Linked DNA regions of Sus scrofa: regions 1, 2, 3, 4, 5 and 6 are each linked to region 7. A link is a contact called in public Hi-C, HiChIP or PLAC-seq and promoter capture Hi-C data. All regions are on one chromosome and are shown on one strand. Each heading gives the region's core, a stretch centred on a gene start, on an enhancer-like site or on the middle of the called end of the contact. The rest is flanking DNA. Distances are from core to core; before and after follow the strand shown.

Region 1 (3,789 bases), core at 733-3,232, 650 kb after region 7:
AAGGACTTGTATCTTGACTATGGAGAGAATTCTCAAAATTCAACATGTAAAAAACAACTAACTCAATTTAAAAATGAGCAAAAATATGCACAGACATTCCAGCCAAGAAGACAAACAGATGGCTAGTAAGCACGTGAAAAGATGTTCAATATCATTAGCCATTAGAGAAATATAAATTAAAACTACGATGAAATATCACTACCTACCTATCAAAGTGGCAAAAAAAAAAAAAAATTTGTGGGAGTTCCCTTGTGGATCAGTGGACTTGGCGTTTTCACCACTATGGCCTGGGTTCAATCCCTGGTCTGGGAACTGAGATCCCACATCAAGGCACTGCACGCCATGGACAAAAAAATAAAAGAATTTTTTAAAATTCGATAACACCAGATGCTGAAAAGGACACGATGAAACTAGATGACTGATATATTGCTGGTAGGAATGTAAAATGGAACGGCCACTCTGGAAATAATTTGACAGCATGTTTTAAAACTAAAAATGGACTGACCGTACAACCCAAATAAGTACTCTTAGTCATTTATCCTAGGGAAATGAAAACTTAATTTCTCATTTGGAAGCTTGTACATGAATTTTCATAACTTTATTCAGAAGAGCCCTAAAATGGAAACTATCCAAAGAGCCTTAAAAGGGTAACAGTGAAACACACTCTGTTACATCCATACCACTGAATAAGACTCAGCATAAAAAGGAATGAATTATATAGCTGCGCAACAATGTGGATGAGCCTTAAGGAAATCATGCTGAGTGCAAAAGTCCATCTCAAAAGGACACATACCACATGATTCCATTCATATAACACTTGTGAAATAAGATAATTATAGATGTGGAGGACAGATTAGTGGTTGCCAGAGGTGGGGGACTGGGAGATGGTATGGGTACAGCTTACCGAGCTCCTTGTGGTCATGGTATAGTCAAGTATATTGATGGTGGTTACACAAGGCTACCCATGGCATAATCACTGCAGAACTACACACACACACACACACACACACCCGAATGCAAATATAACCGGTGAAAACTAAGTTCTGTGGACTGCAACAAGTGAAGGTTTCTGGTTTTGATACTGAACTAGTCACGCAAGATGTTAACATTGGGGGAGGCTGGACGAAAAGCCCACGAGACTTCCCGGAACATTTTTTTTGCACCTTCTGGTGGAGCTATAATTATTTCACAATTAGAAGTTTATAAAGATTATCTTAAGATAAATAATTCAGACTTAAGAGTGTTCTATAAAGTAGACAACCAACAAGGACCTACTATACAGCACAGGGACCTCAATACTCTGCAGTGACCTATAAGGGGAAAAAAATCTGAAAAGAGTAAATATATGTGTAGCTGAATCACTTTGCTGTGCACCTGAAACTAACACAACATTGTAAAGCAACTATACTCCAACAAAATTAATTAGAAACAAAAAATTTAAAGAGTCTTCTATCCCTTTGAAGATAACTTACATAATTTTAAGGGCCTAAAGTACCATTTTTTCAAGCATACATAACTCTTCCACCTCATACTTGTTTTTAGATAATAAAATACTTTCTTCTCTTTTCAAACTAAAAAAAAAAAAAGAAAAAAAAAGGCCGGGTAAATATTCCCTGGCTTCCAACCAGAATAATGCTTGAGTTTAAATACACAGAGAAAGAAATTTTCTGATACAACCCAAAACTAACATGTGCCTGCCTTATTTAGAAAACAGCTGGAATCTTTGCATCGCCAAGTCCGAAAGAACTTGGGGGTCCTCCAGTTCAAATTTTCACCAACATAAGATTCCTTTCTATAGTATCTCTGATTCACACAATCAGTACATATACAGTGGCAGAGCCACGGATGCTGATTGTTCTACCGCCTCACCACATTCCCTTCTGACAAGAGCATCCCCTTTTCTTCTGTGAGCTGCTTTTCTCAATGGTGGTTCTACCAAGAGCCAAATTTCTCCCATACCCTGATTCAGTCCAGAGAAGACAGCTGCCTGGCCATTCTGAGTATCCTGCCCCTTAGCCCTAGTTGATTTGCCTAGAGATGGACATCCAGCCCAAGCTGGACCGCTGCCTCTTCCCACGATTTGTCTCAAATGTGGCAAAGAAAAAGAGCTTCTTGGAGTGCTGTGAGATGTGAGACACTCAGGCACTCTTAGCAACCATCTTTCACACGATGTACATCAGAGAGCCTGCAGAGAAAGAAAATGAAGCCAGTGCTGAGAGAGCAGCTGAGATGGGAGAAACAGAAATAAGGCCAGCCTCATTTGAGTCCTTGGTTCTAGTTGTTTCTGAGACCCAGTGGGATGTCTGCCCTTCCCACAGTCTGGCTGGTCTAGCCTTCCCTTAATTACATGAGATATCCCCAGTATTTTTCTAATAAATTTCTCTTTTTACCAAGTCAAACTTCTGCCACAGGCAACCAAAAGAATCCTAATAAAAATGAGAGGTCCGTAACCTCACAATGTAGCCTGTTACCAGCTCTAATTGGTGGAATGTTCTTCCTCGAGCTGAAACACAGTAACACCCCCCCACTTGACATTCTAACCCTTGCCCTACATCAGTACCAAGTCTCACTTCTTTTCCAAATATTCAAAGATCATGATCACTGTTGTGGACATTTGTTATTTTTTTTCAACTGTACAGCATACATTTCCCTATTGATTCAATAACAGCACCCCCAGTTCTCTGTGGGAAATGACCTCTCCCCTGCTGAAGGTAGCCTGGCGGGGCTGGGAGTCAAGGTAACCTGTCTTACTTCAGCCAAGAGTGAGCACATGGCCCAAGCCGGACTCTCTAGTTTTGAATCTTGACCAAAATGCTGAAGGTTGCTGAAGGATGATCACTCTGGCAGGGAGGCCCTGTAGAACATGACCATTGGAGAGGTCCCGTCTTAGCTCAGTGGAAACAAATCTGACTAATATCCATGAGGATGCAGGTTCGATCCCTGGCCTTGCTCAGTGGGTTAGGGATCTGGCATTACCATGAGCTGTGGTGTAGGTTGCAGACACAGCTCACATCCTGTGTTGCTGTGGCTGTGGTGGAGGCCAGTGGCTACAATTGGACCCTTAGCCCGGAAACCTCCATGTGCCTCAGGCGCGGCCCTAAAAATACAAAAAAAAAAAGAAAGAAAAAAAAGAAAAAGGAATATGACCACTGGGTTTACTGAGATCTCTGCTATGGCCCTCATTTTCTCCAAGCCTGATTCTTCCACGTTTCTTTGAAGACTTCTGGATACTCTTCCCATGAGGTATATTATTGCTTGCAGTAATTAATCAATCAAAGAAGCCTAACTTAAATATATCCCATAAGTGCTCCCCTTTAGACTAAGTAATCCCAGTGCGTTAAACCACACCACATGAGACATGACTTCCAGTCTCCAACCTGAATGATTCCCTCCTATGTGAACTCATTTATCAAAATATTTCCAAACAAACGAAAGGTGGCCTGACCAGAGCAGAGACAGGGCTAATATGTCCATGCTTGGTCTGGACATGTGCTTATGTAAATGCAGCTCCAAAGTCCATCTCAAAAGCTTATGAGAATGACGACAGATTCTGAGTTTATAGGTAACTAAAATTTTAGGTCTTTTTTGTATTAACTTCTGTAAAATTAAGTATTTCCTGACCTAAATTATATAGCTGACTTTTTAGAATCTAAGGAACATTTCAGCTTGCTGGCATGCAGTTCCTTCCAGTTTAGTCTACAAAGCTTTACTACCCCCAGTGTTCTGACATGGTTGTCACTGACTTTAGGAAAGAGCTCAAAGAGAGACAGTGCCGGAGTTCCCGTCATG
Region 2 (3,855 bases), core at 1,127-3,626, 900 kb after region 7:
AGATTAGAAACAGGAACTCTTCATTGTTCCAGGGGATAAAACAATTACCAAAACAAAGAGTAACGTTTTGGAACAAAAAGTATATACTGAGACAGACTGTAGATATTTGTCTATTTTCAATACAAGGCCCAAATTTCTACTTAACATCTGTATCCTTGATCAAATTAACACTGTCTTCCTCCTTCCCTCGTCCTTTCTCTCACACACATACACACAAAAACAAAATACACCCCTCTCCTTTTTCTCCAAGGGAATTTGTCAGTAGTGGTTTCTGTTTCCCAAATAGAAAGTATACCAAGTGACTTGCGCTACATCATTGCCCAGTGCTTTCACAGATCAGGGACCTTTGGGCAATGATGTCACCTAAACTGATAAATTCAATCAAAAAGGAGAACTGTAAACCCCAAACTACCTCGATTTTCACAATGACCAACTCTGCTATCTCTGCCTTCTTAGGCCCACTCCCATCACTTGCCTGAACTATTGCAAACTGCTTCTGGTCCCCTCTGCCCTGCAACCTGCCCCCCCCAAAAAAAAGATCCATTCAAATAAGTGTTCCTTGCACAGATGCTTCTTCAGTGCACACTCTGGGCACTCCCATCGTGGCTCATCAGAAATGAATCTGACTAGTATCCATGAGGATGCGGGTTCAATCCCTGGCCTCGCTCAGTGGGTTAAGGATCCGGCGTTGCCTTGAGCTGTGGTGTAGTTCGCAAACACGGCTCAGATCTAGCATTGCTGTGACTGTGGTGTAGGCCAACAGCTATAGCTCCGATGCAGCCCCTAGCCTGAGAACCTGCATATGCTGTGGGTGTGGCCCTAAAAAGCAAAATAAATAAATAAATAAATACACACTGCTGAGCTCTGAGGCACAAGAATCATTTAAGCGTTTTTCCTCCTCTTTGGGAACTCGCAGTAAACAATGAAAGAGAAGTATACACAAATAATCACAGTCATTCAGTAAGTATTGTCACTGGAATTTAAATGTGCTTTGGAACCAGAGAGGAAGAAGCAGTTCCTTCTTCCTCTGACCTAAAAGTCACAATCCTGTCAGAGGTAGCCTGCTAGAAATTTGCTCCAATCCTGTTACTCTCATCCTTTAAAACTGCCCATGGTTCCCTGAGACCACAAGATAAATTCCACACTTCTTAATGATGGCCTAAAGAGTCTTCATAAACTGGTCCCTCACTTCCCTCTCATTCCTATTTCAGAGTGCAAGGCCCAAACCCTGGCATTTCTTGCAAAGTCACTTGCTTCCCAACATCTTAGTTTCCTCATCTGAAAAACAAGCACAATTCAAATATCTGCTCCACAGGAATGCAATGAAGGTTAAAGGATGTGGATGGTGCATGGCATGTGGAGACCAAGGCTGAGTCATTATCAATTCCTTAAGCAAAACAGCAATTGCTGTCTCACCTGACCTGCCTTCCAGCCATAACATTGATAGGTTACACAAGCACCATTCTGCCTTCCTGACTTTCTTCCACAAAGACTTGCCACAACTTAGTCTCTTCCCCTCCAATGTTCTCATTCTACTGTGAGCACATTTGTCCAATAATCTTATTAACGTATTGTTATGGCTTGCATGCTTATTTCTTCAACCAGAAACTGAATTCCTGCTCTGCTTGTGCGTGCACGCGCATGTAAATGAGGGGGTGAAGGAAGACATTCAATCCTGGAAACTGAATCCTCTCATTTAAAAAAAAAAACCTCACGTTAGACGGTCAATGGAAACTGTGAATTAACAATAAGATATATTTCTTGAGCCCTTATTAGGCGCCATTGTAAACCCAGTTTACAGATTAAGAATAATGAGGCACTTAATTGAATCACTTGAGCAAATTCTAACAACTAGCACACGGTGGAGTCCGCGCATTCGAAACCAGGAATCTGACTGCAGATCCCATGCTATTAAATACCTCTTCTTCAACGTCACCTGAAGATAGGCAGAACACTAAACGTCCTTTAATGACGAGCTCCCCTACCTAGACCTCAAACTACCTGCAATTGCGAAGATGGATGGACATCAAGAAGCGAAATCATCATCCCAGAACCCCCTAAAAGAGCTGCTCCCAACAAGGTGCAGCTTCCCAGCATCGCTCACAAAAGAAGGCCGGACGCCTTCACATACGCGGCGGGTCTCAAGTTAAGATCCCTAAGGACCTAAGGGGGCGTGCCCTGTAGCCAAGAGTGACTCTCTGCTCCCCTAATAGGAACACCAGGGGTACAGAAAGCGAGCAGAAAATAATGACCGCACCCCACTTCCCCGAACCGCCCGCCACATGAAACTTTCCAGTACCGGGTCTGCAGCATCCAACTTTCAAAGTTTCCCCTACCCCTCACACAGTTCCCGGTGGAAAGTGACGCGAAGCAACAACCGAAATGCTGGTTGGGCCATCCGCCTGCCAAGCATCCAATCAAAGGTAGGCACAGGCCCAGGTCGACTCCGCTGCTTGCTGGGAATTGTAGTTCTATGAAATAAATCTACGAATCCCAATTTCCCAATACAGTGGTTATCAAAATCCGGTGGAGAGAGAGTTCCCTTGTGATGCAGAGGGATTAAGGATCCAGCATTGTCACTGCAGCGGCTCTAGTGGTTACTGTGGCGAGGATTCCATCCCTGGCCCAGGAACTTCCACCGTTGGGGGGCGGGGGGGGTGCGCGGAATCCAGTAGAGGGAACATCAGATCAGTAAGAAGAGTATGAAGACTGGAATTTTTCTTTTATTTCTTTTGTCACTACATATAAAAATTTGCATAATGGATCAAAGAGACGTTATTTTTCTGGGCGTAGATGAGAATCCTCCAATCATAGAAGAGATTTTGCAAAAGAGCCTTTGATTTGTTTCGGTTTACTTTTCCACCACTCTTTGGTGGTGAAATAGTTTGGAAAATGCTGAATGAAAATGCTCAAACCAAAAGCACGTAATGGGGAAATGTAAGAGTCTATAGTTGAAGAAAAACGTGAAGGAAACCAAATCAAAGGTTCAATGTAAAAGCAACTGTAATTAGGAAATCGTTACTTTTTAAGAGTCAGTTTCAGATTATTGTATTTGAGAGAGGCTTTTGCTCACTCTTTGCTCTCATCTCCTTTGTGCATACCTCTATCTTATAATTTAGCCCACTGCATCCTAATTATTGACCTGCACCCCTCACTAAACTTGTGAGCGCCTTGAGGACAGGGACCGCATCTTATTCAGCTTCTAAAGTAGGGCCAGGCACACATATCAATTAACAGTTGTCGGGTAAATGAGCAAATGAATGAAGTTAGGCAGAAGAAAATGGGAATTCAAAACGTAGGGTTCTGGGATTATAAGAGGGCCCAAGTGTTTGTTGCAATAATGGAGAAGGACTGGTTTCCCTGCTCTGAGTATCCCCAGGGCGTGGCAAAGCACTATCACAGGTTGGCGCTCAGTAAACGCTGAGTTCAAACTAGAAAGAAAAGAGAAGGAAAAAAAATCAAGGCATACAGCTATTCCTAACACTTGCTCCACCGAATGCAGAATGGAACCTGTCAAGCGGAATAGCTGTCAAAACTGTGAGGGATGGTCCTGAGCCAGGTGATAACCTCTTTCCTAGCTACCTAGCTTTCGCTAGTCGCTAGAGGTGGTGTCACGTGACCAAAACAAATATGGCGCTTTATTTGCATCTTTTCCCTCCATTGACCAATACGAGTAGGCAGTAGGCGTTGTCCTCGTCATTCCCGCCCCTCCCTTAACCTCCCGAACTGGATTTGTCACCTGACTCGGCTCAAACATGGCTGCGCTGGAAACTCTACTGCTTTGGGCGCTGGGAGCAGGTGAGTGTAAAGCGCCCCAGAGAAGGCGGGGCCCTCTCCACGACCCCTAGAGAGAGC
Region 3 (3,850 bases), core at 1,141-3,640, 530 kb after region 7:
GGACCTTCATCATGCTCTGAAGCTCAAAATTTCCACAGCTAAAATAGAATAAACAATTTTTTTTTTTTAACATTGTATGTTGCAGTTATCTAGTATAAGCTGTTTGGGCATAGGTATACTCAATTCCTTTGGGTCATAGGATTAAAAAAGGAATTTGAGCTCTTTCTCTTTTGTAGAATCTGTGAAAGACCTTTTAGAAATCAGTGACTCAAGAGTTCCCATAGTGGCTCAGTGGTTAGTGAATCCAACAAGGAACCATGAGGTTGTGGGTTCGATCCCTGGCCTTGCTCAGTGAGTTAAGGATCCGGTGCTACCGTGAGCTGTGGTGTAGGTCACAGATGCGGACAAAAAAAAAAAAGAAAGAAAGAAAGAAAGAAAGAAAGAAAGAAAGAAAGAAAGAAAGAAAGAAAGAAAGAAATCAGTGACTCAAAAAGGAAGGCTATTGACTATGAAAGAAACTCCCCCCCCCTTTTTTTTTCTTTTTAGGGCTGCACCCATGGCATATGGAGGTTCCCAGGCTAGGGGTCTAATCAGACCTGTAGCCTCTGGCCTACACCACAGCCACAGCAATGCCAGATCTGAGCCACATCAGCGACCTATACCCCAACTCACAGCAATGCCAGATCCTTAACCCACTGAGTGAGGCCAGGGATTGAACCCGCAGCCTCATGGTTTGTAGTCAGATTCATTTCCACTGTGCCACGACGGGAACTTCAAAAGACAACCCTTTTAAATTCTTATAAAAACCAGTGGAATGGATTAGCAATGAGATCCTGCTGTATAGCACTGGGAACTATAACTAGTCACTTATGATGGAGCATGATGGAGATAATGTAAGAAAAAGAATATGTGTATGTGTGTAATACATATATATTATATATATGTTATATATAATATATATATATGACTGGGTCACTTTGCTGTACAGTAGAAAATTGACAGAACACTGTAAACCAACTACAATGGAAAAAATAAAAGTCATAAAAAAACCAAAACAAAACAGTTCCTTCCTGCACCTCTGCACAACTGGCAGACAGGTCAATGTTTACGTGTATGATGGAGATAACATAGCTGAATGAGAATTGCATTTGGTCACAATAGACACTGGCGTTTTTCCTACAGAAAACGGAGAACTTGTACGGAAATGTATTAGCATCTCATCGTAAACAATACTATTCTTTCTCGTCATCAAAAACGGTATTTCACACTTCTATAAGAGCTGAGCTGGGAAATTACAGAACCGATGTCTGAAAGAAATTCAGCAGAGCAATGAGCAAAGGTGTTGGGTCCAACAGACATGGAGACAACTTAGGTTATTAGCTTGTGTATCTGGAGGGACAGATATGATTGATGCTTACAGGACACTTGAGAGACTAGAGCCCATCACGGGAAAGTCTCTTCTTAAAATGATGTTCCTTTACTTTGTTTTCCTAAAGAGTCGAGTCAAATGACAGCTCCTCCACATTCCTCCAAAAGCTGGAACGGGTTTTAAGCTATTTCGCAGCATTTAAAAGAGAAAAGGCTGGGGGTCCTCTCCCCTTCTGTAGCTACACTCCCCTCTAAAAAAAAAAAAAAAAACATGCTTGGCTCTTTCACCTTATGCTTTTAAGAAGGAATTTTAATGGGACGGAGCTCCTTGAGGTGCACAAACTTAGGAGGGAGGAGCACAATAGGACCTCTCGAAGATTCTGAGCCCACTGGCCACTGCCGGGGATGTTAGGTCCATAAACAAAATCTGTCTTTAAGAAAGAAAAAAAAAAAAAAAAGTCCTCTTTGAAAAGTGCAACCGAGAGAAAATGAATCACTTCTTTTTCTCAGGGTCTGTCCTACAAGAACCAAGGACTTGTCCATGACTCCGAACAGCAGGGCCATGACAACCGGTCAAAGACAAACGTGTTTTGTCCAGCGGTTCTCTTTCCTGTGGAAACATTTTCTTCCCCATTCATATAAGTTATAGGCTGCACTGAAGAGCTCCATAAACTGACACTCGAGAATATCAGTGGGCCTTTTTATGCTGAAAACCAAGGCACACTGACATCTTGGGCTTGTTTGTATCCATGAGAGTGGAGGTGCCGGAACATCTGGTCACCCTTTGCTAGAGCCCTGCCTCTGCCCTGGGGCTGAGTCCCAGCTCACCTCTGCTATTCTGCCTGGCCAATATTCTCTCGCTTCCTGCGAATGTCCCCTACTCTTCAGCTCTACTCTCCTATTTTCTTACTGTTGGACCCCAGCCCTCAGGTCTCTGGTTTATGAGATATCATTGAAATGTAAGCATAGGCCCTCGGTGAATGCTGGTCATGCTAAGGTTACGAGCAGCTGCGGGCAACACCCAAAGGGCCTGTTCCCAGGAACTGGGGAGAAAACTTGGCCTCTTTTGGGTAAGGTTTGTCTCCCTATGGAGGAAAAGTCATAAAATCCCGACTATTGTGTTCTTTCCTTTTGGAAATACAAGTCGAGAGACTTCTATAAATTTTTGTAAAAAATCTAATTAAAGGAATTGACTCAAGTTTTGGTTATTTCTTTTTTAAAAAAATGCTATAGCTACCTTGAGCATTATAATGAGAAAATTAAGTTTCTTGTCTCAGAAACAAACATGGAAACAAGGCATGACTCATTTTTACCATTGTTCTATTCCAGCAACTTAAAAGCACAGTCTGCTCAGTGAAGATCCACATAAACACGCACAGACACATTTTGCTGTAGTCCTGAGAGCAGAAGATATCAATTAATTGGAGGGTGTGAAAATAAAGACAGGACAAATGGTGGCGGGGCACAGGGGGGAGGGGGTGGTGAGGAATGACAAAAACCACAAAACTATCATAAATAAATAACTCAGAATGGATGCTCAATACACAAGTGGGAGCAAAACCGGTCTATCGTTCCAGACTGCATCTAGGGTTCTTTTGAGCAACACATTTATTCACTAAAGCACCAAAGCAGCTATTAGAGGAAACAATAAAGAGGTCCCTTCCCCCTGGAAATTTGAGTCCTGCTTTGGAATTTTTATGACATTTCATGCTTAACAAACAAGAAGGTCTCCCAACCCTCTTGTAGCTTCAAAGCATCCCTAGGGTGGTGGCCTGTGATTGATATCGTCGGTCTGACTTACAGGTATTGTTGCAGGTATTCTCAAAAGGCACAGCGTTTATGCTTTATGAAAGAATGGCAGCTCTGGCAGGTGAAGAAATAAACAAAATTCTCATATCCCCAACCTGCTGGCTTACCCTGGTGACTGTGACTTACCTGGGTCACTTCAACAAGAGACCTTCATGTCACCAGTGCCTGCTCTGAAAAATCAGGATATTGCAATCACCCCGAGGGGCCAGCTGAAAAAGCACCCTGAGATCCCAGTTGGAAAGTAGAGGAGGGTGTGGTGAAAGTACATGGGTTAACGACAGTCCAGTTGTTCTTTGTTTCATGCAACAAGTGGGCTCCTAAAAAGCCAAGGTGTACAATCTTTCTTGTTTCATTTTTGTAAAGGAGATCCTTTACAGTTCACATCAGGAGCTTGCTGTGTAATGAAACTCAACTGTAGCTCCAGTTGTAAAGAATGCTTTTATAATTAAAATGAAACCTGTCTGTTTGATCAGCTTTATCCATTCAGATTTGGTTTTTATGGGCGTTCTTTAAGACAGAGTATATGTGCAGTATCATCACCAGGCTTAGATATGCATTGCTTTGTTTTAATACTATTCTTTCCTTTGTTAGCAAAAATCCAAAGAAATGTTGGGGATAGCCCCCAAGCTCATCTTCTTCACAGAGTGAAAGGACAAAACTGGGTTGCCGCAGCTTCCTTTAGCTTAGGGTGTCCTGCGGCATGTCGGGCGTCCAGGGTAACAGACACTTGGGG
Region 4 (3,778 bases), core at 821-3,320, 550 kb after region 7:
TCCCATGCTTTCCCAAGTATTTCGCTCATGCCAATCACAAAGCACTAACACAACGCTGAACTGCCGTCAGAGGTGATGTCTTCTTCCCAAAGACGGGAACACTCAGGTCCTGGTAATTAGCAGTAAGTGTCCGTGAGCTGAATGACTAAACGCATCCCCAAAGCAAGAGAAGTGGACTTTCCAGGATAGCTAAGTGCGTCATGAATCTAAAACTAAACATTTCTTCTAAAATAAACTTCATGAGAAGGAATATCAGCCAGACAAAATAATGTCATCAATGTAAGTGGTCTTGGCTTAGACAACCAGAACTGACCTCTCAGTCTGTGAATGTGGTCTCTTAGGGCAACAACCAGTATGGTGCCTGACAAATAACAGCCCTGTATGAGTGGGTGCCGTTGTCACCAGAGGGTTCTATTCTGACCTTTAGTCCATCTAAATAAATAGAAAAATAAGCTGTCTACTAAGAGGCCTACAATACTTAACCTTACATTAAAAAAATCAAAATTCCCACTCACAGCCCCATTTCCTAACACAAGTGAACCCCCCACCCCCCCCACCCTATTTCAAATACATGAATGAGCTGATGGCCTAGGGCCATAGCCCGCATGCTGGCATCTGAGGACAGATACTTAAATGCTCTTGGCAGTATCTTCTAGGTTTTCCTATAGGCCAACATCAGGCCAATTTATCTGACCTCTTTGATCTGCACGGCTCCTCCAGGACCTAGAGCTATTTTCTAGAGGCCTGAATGAGTCAGAAGAAGAACATGATTAATCAACTTGGAAAGATTTGAAAGCTGGAAGAGAGCCATTCTGTGAGTAAAACCTCGGAGCTGTGGGGCTGCAGCCGTTGGAAAGTTAGGGGATTTCCACGGTTGAAGCCATGTGGCCGCCTGGCTATGGTCCCTGACCTTGCAATAAAGACAGAACAGACCTCGCCGGGTGATTTACCTCAGACAGGCTCCTATGGCTGCTGCCTTTGGCTGCTCGCTCTGACTTGACAAAACCAAAGTTATTTCCCCCTGAGCCTTAGGAACTGGCTCCGCAAATTCCCTCTGCTTTTTCTTCCCAATGGGTAGCATTCTCAGCCCCTTGGCTTCACTTTTATGTACAGAGAGGCTTATAATTAGAAGGGTATGTAAAGCATCTGGCCCAGGACTAGACAAACATTAGGTGGGTCTGCTCTTTCCCGGCACGCAAGGTGGATGGGACCCTATTGCTCTTCTTTTTTTGACAGCTGGGAAGCCCTCAATACCACTTGAAATCACTTTTCCTTAAGATGTGTATCACTTGCCACTGCTTCTCACTTGGGCGACTCACATTCTCCCAAATCTTTTATAGGGGACTGGATTCCTGAAGTGACATTTTTTTAAAGATGCTACTCTAACAGTGTCGGGCTTTTATTCCTTAAAGTCCTGCAGACACTGAGGCTGAGTAGGATAAATACATGTTCCCTGTTTGCTGTTTAATGTGTAATGTTTTATTGAGGCAAGAAAAGCGTCTCGAATCTCTGATCTGTCTCCACTGGTATGTCTCTACTTCCATTCTCTTGCCCTTCCACGTTTGGTACGCCCTTCCCTCTTTCTTCTTTCTTTCAGTCAAACACAGCAATCGCTTGGATTTTATTCCCATTTATTGCCATCTCTTTCCTGCTTCTGCTTTCTGTTCTATCACCGCACCCATAATAGGTTCTTTGTGTCTGCTGTCGAAAATGTGTCAGCAGGATCAGGATGTACTAATGCCTGACTGCTTGCTGGTCTCCTGTCCCCGTTTCTCTCTTTAATATCATCTGGTTTCCTTACGTAACTTCTCAGGACCTCGTCCATTAACTTAAGAAAGAAATTTAGGCGAAGGTGTTTAATTCTCTTCCCTATCAGAAAAATGAAAACTCCAAGTGTCTGCCCATTCAGCAAACTAACTGCCTGAATGCGGTCATACATCTTAGCTATACATGCAGACATATACATGTAAACTTTCACTGACAAAAGAGTTCTCATCCCTTGAGTCATGGTTCACAAGGCATTTGTTGAGCAATGCTAGCTGCTGCTTTTCACCGTGCTGGCATGGAGAGAGAGCCCTGGGGATTTTGCCTTTTGGCCCACAGATCAGTAAACACATTAGGGATTAACCGTGAAGTGATAAGAAGCTTGGGAGTAGGGCACTAGAACATTGATTTAGAGGAGGCGAAAAGAAAGGAATTTCAGGAAAAGGAATAGAAGTTATGAAATGGAAAAGAATTTTTAAAAGAATGTGTGTGTGTGTGTGTGTGTGTGTGTAACTGAATAGCTCTGCTGTACAGCAGAAATGAACACAACACTGTAAATCAACTATACTTCATTTAAAAAAAAAAAAAAAAAGCTATGAACTGTAAGACCAAATAGGGAAAAGAAAGGAGAGATGAAATAGAGTTAAGAGAAAAGAAGATTTAGAGAGAAAACACAAGACTAGATGAAGGAAGGCAGAGTGGTTCAGGAAAGAAAGAAAGCGGGCATAGAGCCATGAGAGCAGAAAAAGGTGGCCCACAGCTGGCCATCCACTTGAGAAAAAGCGCACGAAGGAACATACTTAGGAGTAAGTAAATACAGATGAGAAAACATTCCAAGTCAATGTGTCATCCGCATTTTAAAATCCCCTTTGTTATTATAATCTACTATCCACAATATGGCTTCTTGTTAGAAATCCCTCAGCCTATGGAAATAGAAATCTCTGTCTTGCTGATCCTTTTGAAGTGAGTTACTCTCATCAAAGCCCGCAAAGACTCAAATCCTGTGGATTGACACAACTCAAAAGTGAGACAATCGCTTAACCGGGAGGTTCTTGTGACAGTTTACTTCTAATAACTGGCCTTAATTTTGGCCTTCCAGAAGGGATGACGACAGTGATGATGGTGATTTTTATCACAAAGAATTTTTTAAAATTCATGTTGCTCCAGGCAACTACAATGACCAGTGATGCCCCTTGCTAATGACTGGTTTAAATTCTAAAAGTACGCTGGAGACAAAAGGACGTGACAATTACAGCTGAGCACTCCTGAGCTGGGACAAGCATCTGCAGGGCACATCCTAAGACGCAGAAACCCCTGCATGGCTGTTCATTTCTTGGGCTGTAAGCCTGAATCTTTTCCTCCCCTGCACAGATCTGTAGTGGACATCTGCTGCCTTTGAATCTCCCTTTCTTTTGGTAGAAATACCATGGTTTGGGAACTCTTGTGACCTTTGTTGTAGGCAGTGCTGGTGGGACTCTCATTCCAGGTGCAGGTGATTCCTGTAGGCAAGCACAGGCTTATAACCCAAGCCAGCCAATCAGATTCTCTCCTGGGACTCCGAATAATTAGCTGAACAATAAAGATGTAAAAAAATTCCTGGAATGGATTCATTCCAGAAGTAGTACTGTGAGGTATCTATTCGTTCCTGTTTCCTGGATTCCTAGAGTTGTCCTGCTCTGAAAATATATTCACTCTACTTTTCCTTCAATTCTATGACCCATTCCATATCCCTTCAAAACTTGGGGGTTTTTGTTTTTTTTTTTTTTCCTTTAAGGTAGCGAGAGTTAGCTTCTGTTAACATCAAAAACTCTCAACTAATACAACCCACATTATATTGAATCAAAAAGTCATCTGCATAAGACTGCCCTACAATTTGATGCTTTTTGTAGCCTCTCAACTGGCTACAGGCCTGCTCTCTGTGTCTACCCAGCTGAAAGAAGCGAACTTGTTCTGAAGAGCAGGGGCAGAATGCAGAGACTGGCTAGAGGTGAGTTGAGTTTCCTCAGCCTCGTCA
Region 5 (3,552 bases), core at 502-3,001, 630 kb after region 7:
TTCAACAAATGATGCTGGGACAACTGGACATCCACATTAAAGAAAGAAAGAAATTAGACACACCTTACATGCCTCATTGAAATTAAAAATTTCTACTTAGCAAAAGACCCTGTTAATGAAAAGACAAGCCATAGACTGAGAGAAAATCTTTGCAAACACTTAAATGATAAAGAACTTGTATCCAAAATACACACGAGACTTGAGAGACTCTAAAAACTCTTAATCTGATTTTAAAATGGGTAAAAGATCTGAATAGACATCTCACCAAATAAGACATACAGAAGACAAAAAGTATCTGAAAAGATGTTTAACCTTATACGTCAATTAGGGAATTGCAAACTAAAACAGTAAGGAGATACCACTATACATCTTTTAGAATGGCTAAAATTCAAAGCATCAACATTGTCAAATGCTTGCAAGCACACGGAACAACAGGCACTCTATTTCACCGCTGGTGGAAATGCAAAAGGGGACAGCCATTTTGGAAGACAGTGTGTCAGTTTTTTACAAAGCTAAACATACACTATCCTATGATCGAGCCACTCTACTCCCAGGTATTTACGAGGAAAAAGGAAAACATAAAACTATTCAGTGATTTGTAGTCCAATGTTCCTAGTAGCTTCATTTGTAATTTTCATAAACTGGAAAGAAGGCAAAACATCCATCAACACGTGACTGGCTAAGTAAATTCTGTTATACACATACAACAAAAACGAATGATGTGATGGTAACATGCGACACCATGAGTGGATCTCAAAATAATTAAGCTGAGTGAAAAAGCTAGACCAAAATGAGATTACCCTGTATCCTTCTATTTACATAAGACTCTAGGAAATGCAAACTAATCTACAGCGACAAAAACAGATCAGTGGTTTGAGTGAGGAGGGTAAGGTGGGGAAAGATGGAGAGATGGGTTACAACAGCCGCACAGAAACTTTTGGGGATAAGGGGTATGTTCATTGTCTTGATTGTGGTGATGACTTCAGGAGTGGAGACATATTAAAACTTATCAAATTAAATATGTGCTGCTTATTGGATATCAATTGTGACAATAAAGCTGTTAAAAATTTTAAAGCGCCCACTTTTCATCTCATGCATGACTCTTTAGTCACAGTAATTCCTTCCTGTTGTGCAGTCTTTCTCCCTAATCGTCAGTTGTACAAAATACAAAAAAACTACTTCTTCGCTCAAGAGTAAATAAAAAACATTTAATGAAAACCTAATGTATGTAAGTCAGTAGACTGGGCCCGTGAAGGGGATGCAAGTGGACAATACAGGATAGATGTGAGACGACAGGGATAAGCAATACTGATGATGATGAAGTGTCCCTAACTTTGCTGGTGTGGAGAAACGCTCGGAGAATGATTAAACAGGAAGGCAAATTTTAGGTCATGCAGAGCTCTTGCCAGAAAGCTTTAAAAAAAAATGATAAGGTTATAATAGGCCAGAATTTTCAAGAATACAGAAGAAGTCAAACACCAGTTCTTAAAGGTAAATTCTTTTATAATCTCCTCACTTATTAAACTGTGGTAGATTCAATCTCAGGGAGAGGACATGATATTAGGGAAGAGCTAACTCTCAACGGTAGATCACAGGGCACATGTACTCATAGTAGAACTTCTGTAGGAAATGAGGGAAACAACGCAGTCCCAGTACCATCTAATAGTTCTCCTGAGTTTACAGACTTCAGTTGATTGCTCTAAAATTTATCAACCTTGACGCTCTGCCCTTAAGGGCCAAGAATCTCTGGCTGTTATGCCTCGAGTGGAATAAGACTCCTGGGGAAATTCTTTTGCTACCGCAATTATTTCGGCGTGGTTCTGAGCGGGGAGTCCCAGTGCTTGCCAACTTCCTCTGGTTTGATCCCATCTGGATGAACCCAAAATATAGCAAAGCAGCACCTTCTACTTCCTGGTTGTCTTCGATGGTCCAACAGTCTCCCCAAATCATACCTACATTTATTTTTAAGAAACTGCTGTCCTAAGGCTTTGAATCTAATATACAACAGTAGGTAAGAATAGGCCCAAGGAATATCCATTCCATTCCCCACAACTGCTTCACTCTCTTCCACTTTCACCTTACTGAAAAAGCAATCAAGAAATGTGTTTACAGCTTCTTTGTATCTAACCACAGTTATGGACCAAATTATGTGAACTTGAAAGTGCCTCAGCAATGAAGAGTTCCATAAGGAGGAAAGCATATAGCGCCTCTTTCTAGTCGTACTTAACTTCTGTCTAAAATCTAAGCCAAAGCTCTTTCTCCCAAGCCTTCTCTTTATTAAAAAACAGCAAAATTCTTTCTGTCTAGTTTCTCAAGGTCTTTCCATCCACTTCAAGCTTTAAGTGCATTCCAGTCAGGCAACGACATCTATGCAAGCTGAGAGGCCCTCAACTGAAATTCCCCTGAATCACTCCTTCTGAAGCTTCCAAACTCTCCTTTGTTGCTTCTGGCCTTTGCTAATTCAGTCTTAGCTTTTGCTGCCTAACTCACTCCTCCTCCGCATGCTATTGGGTTCAACAGTGTAGTTCTGCTTCCTTTTAACAGGACGATCTTGGGCCCCTTTATGTTACACATAACTTCAACCTGTCCTCCAAAGAAGTGCACGTAATTTCACATGGAAGCTGTTCAACACACAGTTCAATGAGTTTCAGAACACCACTAGATAGTCTCAAAACTATGAATTTAGCATTCTATATAGATTATAGTCTAGATTTATATCCTAGTGTTTGGCTACATAAAAACCAGGGACCAGACCCAAGGACACTCCAGATGTCTTCCTAGGGTGAGGTCAACTTTCACAAAAATTTTTGGACAAGATACACTGCAGCTAAGTACAGATGAAAGCCATAAGGGAAAGGGAAATACATGAATCACTGTCATGGTATAAATAACTTTCAGGAATTCATTTCCAGACAACTCACTCCATTCATACTTTAATGCTAAATTTATGAGAGTACTATTGAATCAGAGAAGCTCATGATCGCCAATTATAAAATACCTATTTTAAATTACTATTCAAATGTATGACATAACATTTCCCTATGATCAGCAGATTTTTACAAAACTAAAAATCTGTTGAACACAATGTGTATACCAGGCACATTATACAGATTATATAATACAGTACTCGTAGTAACCTTCAAGTACTATTGTTATTATTCTCATATACAGAGGAAGAAACAAGAGTCCCGAAAAGCTGTAGTTACTTGTGCGATTTACCCTGCCAGTAGGTGGCAGAACAAGATATTCAAACCCAAATCTGCCTGATTCCCAAACTGCCCGTTCCAGTAAGATGCACTCCCTGTCTGTTGAAGTAGTTATTCCTAGTCTAGTGCTTTGGAAAATTCCTGACACATGGCGTCTGGAGTAGTATAGTGGAAAAACACCACGAACCTAATCTCTGGCAGGTACCTGACCTTGGCCTAAGCCTGTTCCTTTTGCAGGCTTTTTCTTACCTATAAAATGAAGTTTGGGTAGTTAACATCTAAGGGCCCTTCCAGCACCAATGCTTTATCAAACTGTGATTCTATGAATTACAGACAATGCAAAAAA
Region 6 (3,669 bases), core at 527-3,026, 820 kb after region 7:
TGACATTTGTGAAATAGATCAATCAAGAATTTATTATGAAGTCAATCCTGCCATTTGCAACAACATGGATGAACCTGGAGGACATGATGATAAGCGAGATAAGCCAGACAGAGAAAGACAAATATTGTATGAGCTCACTCATATGTGGAATCTAAAAAACTCACAGAAGTAGCGAGTAGAATGGTGGTTAACCATGACTAAGGTAAGGAAAATGGGGGGATGCTCATCAAAAGTTAAGAAAGTAAATCTTTTTTTTTTTTTTTTTTTTTGTCTTTTTGCCATTTCTTGGGCCACTCCCGTGGCATATGGAGGTTCCCAGGCTAGAGGTCAAATCGGAGCTGTAGCCACCAGCCTACGCCAAAGCCACAGCAACGTGGGATCCGAGCCGCGTCTGCAACCTACACCACAGCTCACGGCAACGCCGGATCGTTAACCCACTGAGCAAGGCCAGGGATCGAACCCGCAACCTCATGGTTCCTAGTTGGATTCGTTATCCACTGTGCCACGACGGGAACTCCAGAAAGTAAATCTTAAGTAAGTTCAACACACACAGAAATATAGTAACTATCCGAGATGATGAGTATGTTAATTGACTTGATTGTGGTAATCATTTCACAATGTATACATACATCAACTCATCACACTGTCCACCTTAAACATATGCAATTTTGTCAATTATACCTCAATAAAGCCGAGGGGAAAAAAACAAGCAGATCACCTAAAGATGGGGGAGAAAACTTATTCTGGCTACTATTACACAAATATTATTGCAATTGCTTTTGGGGGGGGGGATTTTTATGGCTGCACCTGCGGCATATGGAAGTTCCCAGGCTAGGTGGGGGTTGAATCGAAGCTGTAGCTGCTGGCTTACACCACAGCCACAGCAACACCAAATCCTAGCTGAGACTGTGACCTACACCGCGCCTCATGGCAATGCCAGATCTTTAACCTCTGAGCAAGGCCAGGGATCGAACCCACATCCTCATGGATAAGAGTCAGGTTTGTTACCATTGTGGTTTACGATGGAAACTCCCTATTTTTGCATTTTCTCATTGATAATTTTCCCCAGAAAATTTTGAAGCAACAAAAGAAAATTAGTTTCGCCTCTTTAACTTATATTTAAAATTTATCGAGTTTGATCATTCATCTTACTCCCATACTTTGTTCTAAGTGACCAGTGGCTACACAAAAAAATCTAAAATAACCTAAAAAATAAAGACATGCCACCCTAGAAAACAGTCGGAAGGAGGAGCTATCCCCGCCCCCCCAAAAAAGTGCATAAAATGACTATATAATCTTCCATGACCATTTGAGGGAAACAGCATTTATTTGGCTATACCACTGCTGGCATTAGCAAAGAAACTTTGACATCACTTGGAAATTACTACTATCCCCACAGTAGTTTTCCTCTTCTATATATCAAAATGTTCTTTGTCCTAAATCTTCCTTTCACAAGAAGAATCAAAGCCAAGTCCTTTATAGGGGATGCCACAGTCTTCCTCTTGGAAGACCTGGCAGTCTTTGTAACTTCAATGTACTGGTGTTATTCCTGCTACTTCACATAAACCTTCACTTCAAGTTTGGTGTGTCTGCTACCACATTGCCCAATTCTTCCACTCTTCCAAATACTATGAAGAAGCTTCCCAGAAATCCCTGTTTGGATCAGCAAAAACAATTTGGTGTCATCAGCAGATTTCACCATTTCCGTTTGGAGTCATTAAAACATTAAACAAGCATGATCTTGGTATCAATCCTTGGAGTCCTACTATTAACCTCTCTCCAGCTTGAAGCCAAGCCATTCTCTGCTATGTTGTGATTCCCATCAGAGGATCGAGATGTGTTTATTTGCTAAAAGTTTAAACTTTGATGGATATTTTTTAACTGAAAGTTGCAAAATGCGTTACGAAAGTAAAGGGGAAAAGTTCCCAAAGGAAAGGCCAAAGAAACCAGCAAAGAGAAACAGCTTCTACTTGAGCAGTCTTATCCAAGCACTCAAACCACTTCATATTCAACTGATTCTAAAACCTCAACTGAATTTCGACTTTTGCCCTCCAACTATTTACTTCTTTTATAATCATAGGAGAAGCCTTATTAAGCACATTTGAAAATTCTCTATCAGATATAACTAGCAGGTCTAACTACTTTATTAGCTCTTTCCCCTTTTTATTACAATTGAAGGGGAAAAAGCAAACAGTCCTTACTCGGAAAGTGAAAAAGCAAACAGCTTCCTCCTCAATTGGGTCTGTGCTCTAAGAGAAATCATTCTTTCTTTTATTCAAGTGCAAATCTGTTTGAAGCTTTCATTCTGCTTTCCCAGCCTGCTCTCTGCAGCTGCATAAAAGATGAGACATGGGAATGAAAGAAAACTAGGTTGGAGCCAAAAAGCAATACTGTCCATATGCAAACTCACTCATCGAGCAGCAAGGCTTCTGTACATCCCATCTCACTTTTTCCATTCCAGCAGAATCCTAGCCAAAAGGAGGTACTGTACTATACCTGTCCAATCCTATTTGAAACAACATCTCAAAGGTAATCAGGGGATAGACAGGGTTACTAGACGCCCGCCCTTCCTCAGTCCTGATACAGCCCCTGAAGTGTTCTTAGGATCAACCTTTAGCTCTAAACTGAATGGATTGGGGCAGGATCAAGGGAATGAAGGGAAAGACCTTCACAGGTCATCATCATCTTATCATCTTAAGATGCTTATGGTGCAAGAGAGTGGCAGAGGCACAGCACAGTAAGCAGAATTTACTTCACCTATCTTAGCTCATGCAAAATCAAGGCCAAAATCTCCTCCTCCCCCCAAAAAGCTAAATCTGCTATACACTTTAAGAAAGTCTGGCAGCCCCTTAGCCTCCTTGCAAGGGTGTCAGGTAACCTTAATCCCAGCAATCTACTCAGGCCAGCAGTAAAACACACAACTGAAAAAATTCACATCAAAATCAAACTCTGCTGGGATCAGAAGGGTATTCTCATGGTTTTTCACTCAGATGTCATTATAACTCCACGTTATTTTTAATACTGTTCTTTGGATTTTGCCCCACACAGAATTCCCAAGTCACAAGAGGATCATGAACAATGTCCAGATGTATAAAATGCAAAAGTACTTCCCTCCTACTTGTGGATTCCAAGATAAACACCATAAGAAGCACGTGTGACTAAACTCAGAGCCCATTCCAAATTAAATACTGCATCATGTGCACAGTGTAGGACTTAAAAAACAAAACTGCATAAATATTCTACACGGTTCATAAGCCAGACTTGGGCAAGCACATGACCACATTGCAAAAAGGAAACATGAATTGGGGAGTAGGGGTAAAGGGTGAGAAAAGTCTCAGTCACAGCCTTTCCCAGAAAATCGGTGCTATTTTCAGTTAACACTTGTATAATATGGGACATAGATGAAAGAAGAATATTTTTCTTTGTTTCTTTTTTCCTACTGATGGCTTTCAATTCTAAAACCACCCAGCAAATAGGAAAACCCTTCCAGTATTTCAAAATCCCTAGCACAAACATCCCATGCACAAACATCATTAAATACACACACACACACACACACACACACACACACACACGCACAAGTAATGAATACTTAAATGTCTGGCTGGCCAGTGCAGACAGAATCCTTTTGACCTATAAACTGGGTTCTAGACAGAGTACATGGAACCT
Region 7 (3,390 bases), core at 538-3,037:
AACAGCCCTTTAAGAAAGAAACCTACATTTGAATGATTTAAATTAAGGTGGATGGAAGTTATTTCCCCTTCTGGCGCTTGCCAGATTTCAAGAAAAGCTGAAAAATGGGAGCAGCGGGAGGGAAGCAACAAGCGGCTGGACAGAAAAAGTTGGGGCAGCAGCCGGGTTAAAAATGGGGAGCCATCAATTTAAGTCAGAGGGGACAAATAAAAGGGCGGACTGAGGATCACGTAGGTTTGTGGCTGCAGCAAAAGTTTTGTGTTTCGCAAAGATGAAAAACGACAGGTTTCTAAAACAGTTGTGATTTGGAAGGTTTCCGGGTTTGCTCAGAGGCTGACGAATAAATAAGAAATGCAGTAAAAATGTGTGTGTGTGTGTGTGTGTGTGTGTTGGTGGTGGTGTGAGAGTGCGACTCAGGCGCTCTACTCCGCCCGCCCCGTCCTTTCCAAAGAAACGTGCTCATAATGGGGTGACCTAATTACATCGCAATGGAACCCGCTCTTAGCCACTCAGCGCACAGGGTTTCATAACAGACCCGGCCGCCTCGAGTGCTGGGAAGAAACGTGCGAGGGCCAAGGAGGCGTCCGGGCACGCGGGGAAATAGGAAAGAAATGCGGCCCCAAGATTTCCATCACGGTCTTCTCGCCAGCAACCCGTGGGCAGTGGGGCACACGTTGACAACTTTTTATTTGGGTGGGTGAAGGGGCATCTGAACTTAACAGTAAATAAATATATACTTCCCAGTTTTCAAAAGCATAATAATCAATTGGGGCATTTCGGTTTCGAGGATCCCATATCCCCCCTCCTCCCATCCCGCCAAAACAGCTCACTGTGACAAGCCATATGTTCCGTTCCCCTGGGGGCGGGGGAGAAGCAACAATAAGTTAAAAGTGTCGCCTTCCTCCATCTCTTTACCTTTATTTTACCAAAGCAACTTTTTTTTCCTTGTTCAGTGGTTTAGGTGTATGTGTGTGTGTGTGTGCGTGTGTGTGTGTGTGCGCGCGCATGTGTGTTGGTAGGGGTAGTTTCGGCGCGGCCCGTGGTTCAGAGTGCGCGGGGAAAGTTGTGCCTTGCTGGGTGGGTTTTTTTTTTCCCTCCGAGGAGGAGAAGAGGCGCTCATGAGGATTCGGGTTTTCTTTACAAAAACGTTTAAAGATCGATGTGTGAAATAAATACACTCCCAAGCCTGTTAAAACAATCCGCCAGGGCCGTGGTCTTTTCGCTAACAACCCGCCCCCCCCACCCCTCCAGTCCACTCTCGGAGGGTGTCCGCTGCAAAGCGATCGCGGGTGTAGACGCGTGCGGCGGGCTAAATCGCTCTGTGCTCGTCCCCGCCAGGCCAGGGCCTCCTGGGGGGAAAAAAGTCTCCTAATCCTCCTCTCTCAACCCCCATCCCCGCCCCTGAAAAAAAACAAAACCCTAAACTTGAACGCTTTGTGAGCTTCTTATTTTCAATCTCCTCTCCCCGTGGGGTTTGCGGAGGGGAGCCGAGTGCGAAAGAAAACTCGGGGAAAGAGTAAGTTATGCGGGTACTTGGAGAAGTTTCAAGGGAGATCTGCTCAAGATGGAAACCGCAGCCCGGGCGCTAAGGACGGGCTTCTGCTCCAGCTTGCAAAAAGAGAAAGTCGAGCCCGCCTTCCTGCCCGACAAAAAAACAACAACACAACAACAAGAACCCCGAAGAGGGTGGAATGAGTGATGTCACAGAGCCGCGCTCGCAGGCTGACAAAGGGGGGGGCTCCCCTCCTCCCCCCGCGCGGCGCACCGCCCCAGAGAGGGGCGCCTGCAGCGAGGGGTAGCCAAGCGAGCGGAGTCGAAACTTTTCCTCTTTAAGAAAAAAAGTTGTGCGCAGCTCGCAGTGGGTTTTTTTTTTTTTCTTCTTTGCCTTCTTTCCTCGTCTCCCCTCCCCCTTCTTCCTTTTGAAAGTTTCTTTCTTTTTTTTTTTCCCCCGAGTTTGACCGCATGGCTGATTCAACTTCAGTGTCAATCAACTTTTTTTCCTCCTCTTCCTCATTTAAATAAGTTTAAAGCTCCTCCCTCTTCTCCGGCCCACCAAATCTGAAACTTATATAAATTGGGCTTCGCGCGCCGCAGCCGGGGAGAGTCAGAAAGGCGAGGGGCGCCGGGAGCAGGCGTGTGGGACTCCAGACCGGAGAGCCTTCCCCGCACCGGGACCTTCACAACAAACCAGATCCTCGTCCCTGCCCCGTGCGAGCGCCCAGGATGACTACCACCCTTGTGTCTGCCACCATCTTCGACTTGAGCGAAGTTTTATGCAAGGTAAAGTGGGGCGGAGCATTTACTTTTCTAAGCCTTTTTCTTTTTTCTCTTGTCTGCCAAAAGAACCCCCCAAAGTTTAGGTCTGGGAAGACTGGGAAAAAGCGAGGAGAGGCGAGGTAGTTGTTTTTTCCGCCCCATTTCGCCCCCCAGTTTGAAGGAATTTGGCGCTTTCCTTCCCATCCTTTGAATTTCAGCAGCTCCTGGCGGGGATTACATGGGAATCTGGAGTCCAGAGTTTTGAGGGGCGAAGTTTACGTGGGGCTGCCCGGGGGACGCGGGGCATTGACCGGGGCAGTTTTTTTTTTTTTTCTTTTTTTCGGTGATTCATTCGTCCATAACGTGCTGCTTTTGAGCCCGGTTTCGGTAGTGGGCTCGGTTTCCCTGTGAGCGCTCAGGGTGTCGCCGCTGCCGGGCGACACCGCTGCCGGGAGGGGGTTCGAGTCTCTCCAGCCACATTGCCGGACTGCGGCTCGGGAAGTGGGGGTCCGGTGGAGAGGTAAATCTCAGGACAGTGTTTTGCTGGGATGTGTCCCCTTCTGTTCTGGAGAGGCTGGGGATCTGCGAGAAAAAGGCCAAGAGTTGTGATTCAAAGGATGTTGCAAAACGAGTTTGCAGTGGGACTTCAGCTCGCCACAGTTCGGCCAGGCTTCCTCCTGTGATAGCCGATCTCCTGCAGACTTTGGGCGAACGTGGGACTCGCTCACCTTTTTTTTCCCAAGGGACCGCGACTCGTAGATGTAGAGGGAATTGGGCGGGGGGGTACCGACAACGAAACTCCTGTTTGAGTTCAAGGGTCTCCGCGAGGAAGGATATAATAGGGGCCTCCTTAAGCCGTGTAGCTTGCCAGCCGGTGTGGAAAAAGGCAAGTTTTAAATCCCGAGTGTTCCAGGAGTGCGGCTTAAGTGTACACAACAAAAGCCCATGACTTAAATTTTTTTCGCCTCCTCCACAATTTGAAAGAGGGAAGCTGCTAGGCTACTTTTAATTGCTAAAGTGTTTTGCTTTCTTTTAAACACGTCGGGTCATGTTGCTCTCTTTTCCCAGCTTGCTTCTCCAGTCGGCGCAGCTGCCAGGGCCCCCGGGCTGCAGGGTTGGGGTGCAGGGACGCCC

The links. Promoter capture Hi-C pulls out the DNA fragments that hold promoters and counts their contacts. A called contact is a pair of places that touch in the nucleus more often than the background predicts. HiChIP or PLAC-seq counts read pairs in DNA pulled down with a chosen protein or histone mark.
Region 1: a contact with region 7 is called in a promoter capture Hi-C map of skeletal muscle, with 10 times the contacts expected there. The contact joins the enhancer-like site here to the promoter of ZFP36L1 in region 7. A contact is called at or near these places in 2 of 5 promoter capture datasets (fetal liver and skeletal muscle), 6 of 47 Hi-C or Micro-C datasets (embryonic fibroblasts, fibroblasts, liver and 1 more) and 2 of 2 datasets of contacts at active chromatin or transcription factors (alveolar macrophages and skeletal muscle).
Region 2: a promoter capture Hi-C map of fetal liver shows a contact between it and region 7, with 5 times the contacts expected there. The contact joins the promoter of RAD51B here to the promoter of ZFP36L1 in region 7. A contact is called at or near these places in 3 of 5 promoter capture datasets (fetal liver and liver), 1 of 47 Hi-C or Micro-C datasets (embryonic fibroblasts) and 1 of 2 datasets of contacts at active chromatin or transcription factors (alveolar macrophages).
Region 3: a Hi-C map of omental adipose tissue shows a contact between it and region 7, with 2.3 times the contacts expected there. The contact joins the enhancer-like site here to the promoter of ZFP36L1 in region 7. A contact is called at or near these places in 4 of 5 promoter capture datasets (fetal liver, liver and skeletal muscle), 17 of 47 Hi-C or Micro-C datasets (alveolar macrophages, embryonic fibroblasts, epiblast stem cells and 9 more) and 2 of 2 datasets of contacts at active chromatin or transcription factors (alveolar macrophages and skeletal muscle).
Region 4: a promoter capture Hi-C map of fetal skeletal muscle shows a contact between it and region 7, with 13 times the contacts expected there. The contact joins the enhancer-like site here to the promoter of ZFP36L1 in region 7. A contact is called at or near these places in 4 of 5 promoter capture datasets (fetal liver, fetal skeletal muscle, liver and 1 more), 10 of 47 Hi-C or Micro-C datasets (embryonic fibroblasts, fibroblasts, heart right ventricle and 5 more) and 2 of 2 datasets of contacts at active chromatin or transcription factors (alveolar macrophages and skeletal muscle).
Region 5: a contact with region 7 is called in an H3K27ac HiChIP or PLAC-seq map of skeletal muscle. The contact joins the enhancer-like site here to the promoter of ZFP36L1 in region 7. A contact is called at or near these places in 1 of 5 promoter capture datasets (liver), 6 of 47 Hi-C or Micro-C datasets (embryonic fibroblasts, liver and skeletal muscle) and 2 of 2 datasets of contacts at active chromatin or transcription factors (alveolar macrophages and skeletal muscle).
Region 6: a promoter capture Hi-C map of fetal skeletal muscle shows a contact between it and region 7, with 13 times the contacts expected there. The contact joins the enhancer-like site here to the promoter of ZFP36L1 in region 7. A contact is called at or near these places in 3 of 5 promoter capture datasets (fetal skeletal muscle, liver and skeletal muscle), 4 of 47 Hi-C or Micro-C datasets (embryonic fibroblasts, liver and skeletal muscle) and 2 of 2 datasets of contacts at active chromatin or transcription factors (alveolar macrophages and skeletal muscle).

What each region holds. Positions count from the first base shown.
Region 1 is chr7:91,840,379-91,844,167 of Sscrofa11.1, reverse strand. All of the region lies in intron 8 of RAD51B (DNA repair protein RAD51 homolog 2), which reads right to left. Among named protein-coding and RNA genes, the nearest start is that of RAD51B, 250 kb to the right of the region's middle. Within about 2 kb of position 1,982, at least 11 of the 83 cell types and tissues checked have an H3K27ac peak or open chromatin away from gene starts, as enhancers often do. A contact at or near this core is called in fetal liver and skeletal muscle, where this site is marked.
Region 2 is chr7:91,590,934-91,594,788 of Sscrofa11.1, reverse strand. RAD51B (DNA repair protein RAD51 homolog 2) reads right to left here and starts at 2,376. Exons shown (of 12, transcript XM_021099935.1): 1 at 2,300-2,376.
Region 3 is chr7:91,961,776-91,965,625 of Sscrofa11.1, reverse strand. All of the region lies in intron 8 of RAD51B (DNA repair protein RAD51 homolog 2), which reads right to left. It overlaps LOC110261690 (a long non-coding RNA gene), which reads right to left. Exons shown (of 2, transcript XR_002346148.1): 2 at 2,902-3,850. Among named protein-coding and RNA genes, the nearest start is that of RAD51B, 370 kb to the right of the region's middle. Within about 2 kb of position 2,390, at least 6 of the 83 cell types and tissues checked have an H3K27ac peak or open chromatin away from gene starts, as enhancers often do. A contact at or near this core is called in omental adipose tissue and retroperitoneal adipose tissue, where this site is marked.
Region 4 is chr7:91,943,578-91,947,355 of Sscrofa11.1, reverse strand. All of the region lies in intron 8 of RAD51B (DNA repair protein RAD51 homolog 2), which reads right to left. Among named protein-coding and RNA genes, the nearest start is that of RAD51B, 350 kb to the right of the region's middle. Within about 2 kb of position 2,070, at least 43 of the 83 cell types and tissues checked have an H3K27ac peak or open chromatin away from gene starts, as enhancers often do. A contact at or near this core is called in alveolar macrophages, fetal liver, fetal skeletal muscle and 3 more, where this site is marked.
Region 5 is chr7:91,861,815-91,865,366 of Sscrofa11.1, reverse strand. The region is part of intron 8 of RAD51B (DNA repair protein RAD51 homolog 2); the gene reads right to left. Among named protein-coding and RNA genes, the nearest start is that of RAD51B, 270 kb to the right of the region's middle. Within about 2 kb of position 1,751, at least 23 of the 83 cell types and tissues checked have an H3K27ac peak or open chromatin away from gene starts, as enhancers often do. A contact at or near this core is called in embryonic fibroblasts, liver and skeletal muscle, where this site is marked.
Region 6 is chr7:91,674,263-91,677,931 of Sscrofa11.1, reverse strand. The region is part of intron 8 of RAD51B (DNA repair protein RAD51 homolog 2); the gene reads right to left. Among named protein-coding and RNA genes, the nearest start is that of RAD51B, 84 kb to the right of the region's middle. Within about 2 kb of position 1,776, at least 20 of the 83 cell types and tissues checked have an H3K27ac peak or open chromatin away from gene starts, as enhancers often do. A contact at or near this core is called in fetal skeletal muscle, liver and skeletal muscle, where this site is marked.
Region 7 is chr7:92,494,261-92,497,650 of Sscrofa11.1, reverse strand. ZFP36L1 (mRNA decay activator protein ZFP36L1) reads left to right here and starts at 1,787. Exons shown (of 2, transcript XM_013989124.2): 1 at 1,787-2,280. The coding sequence starts at 2,224.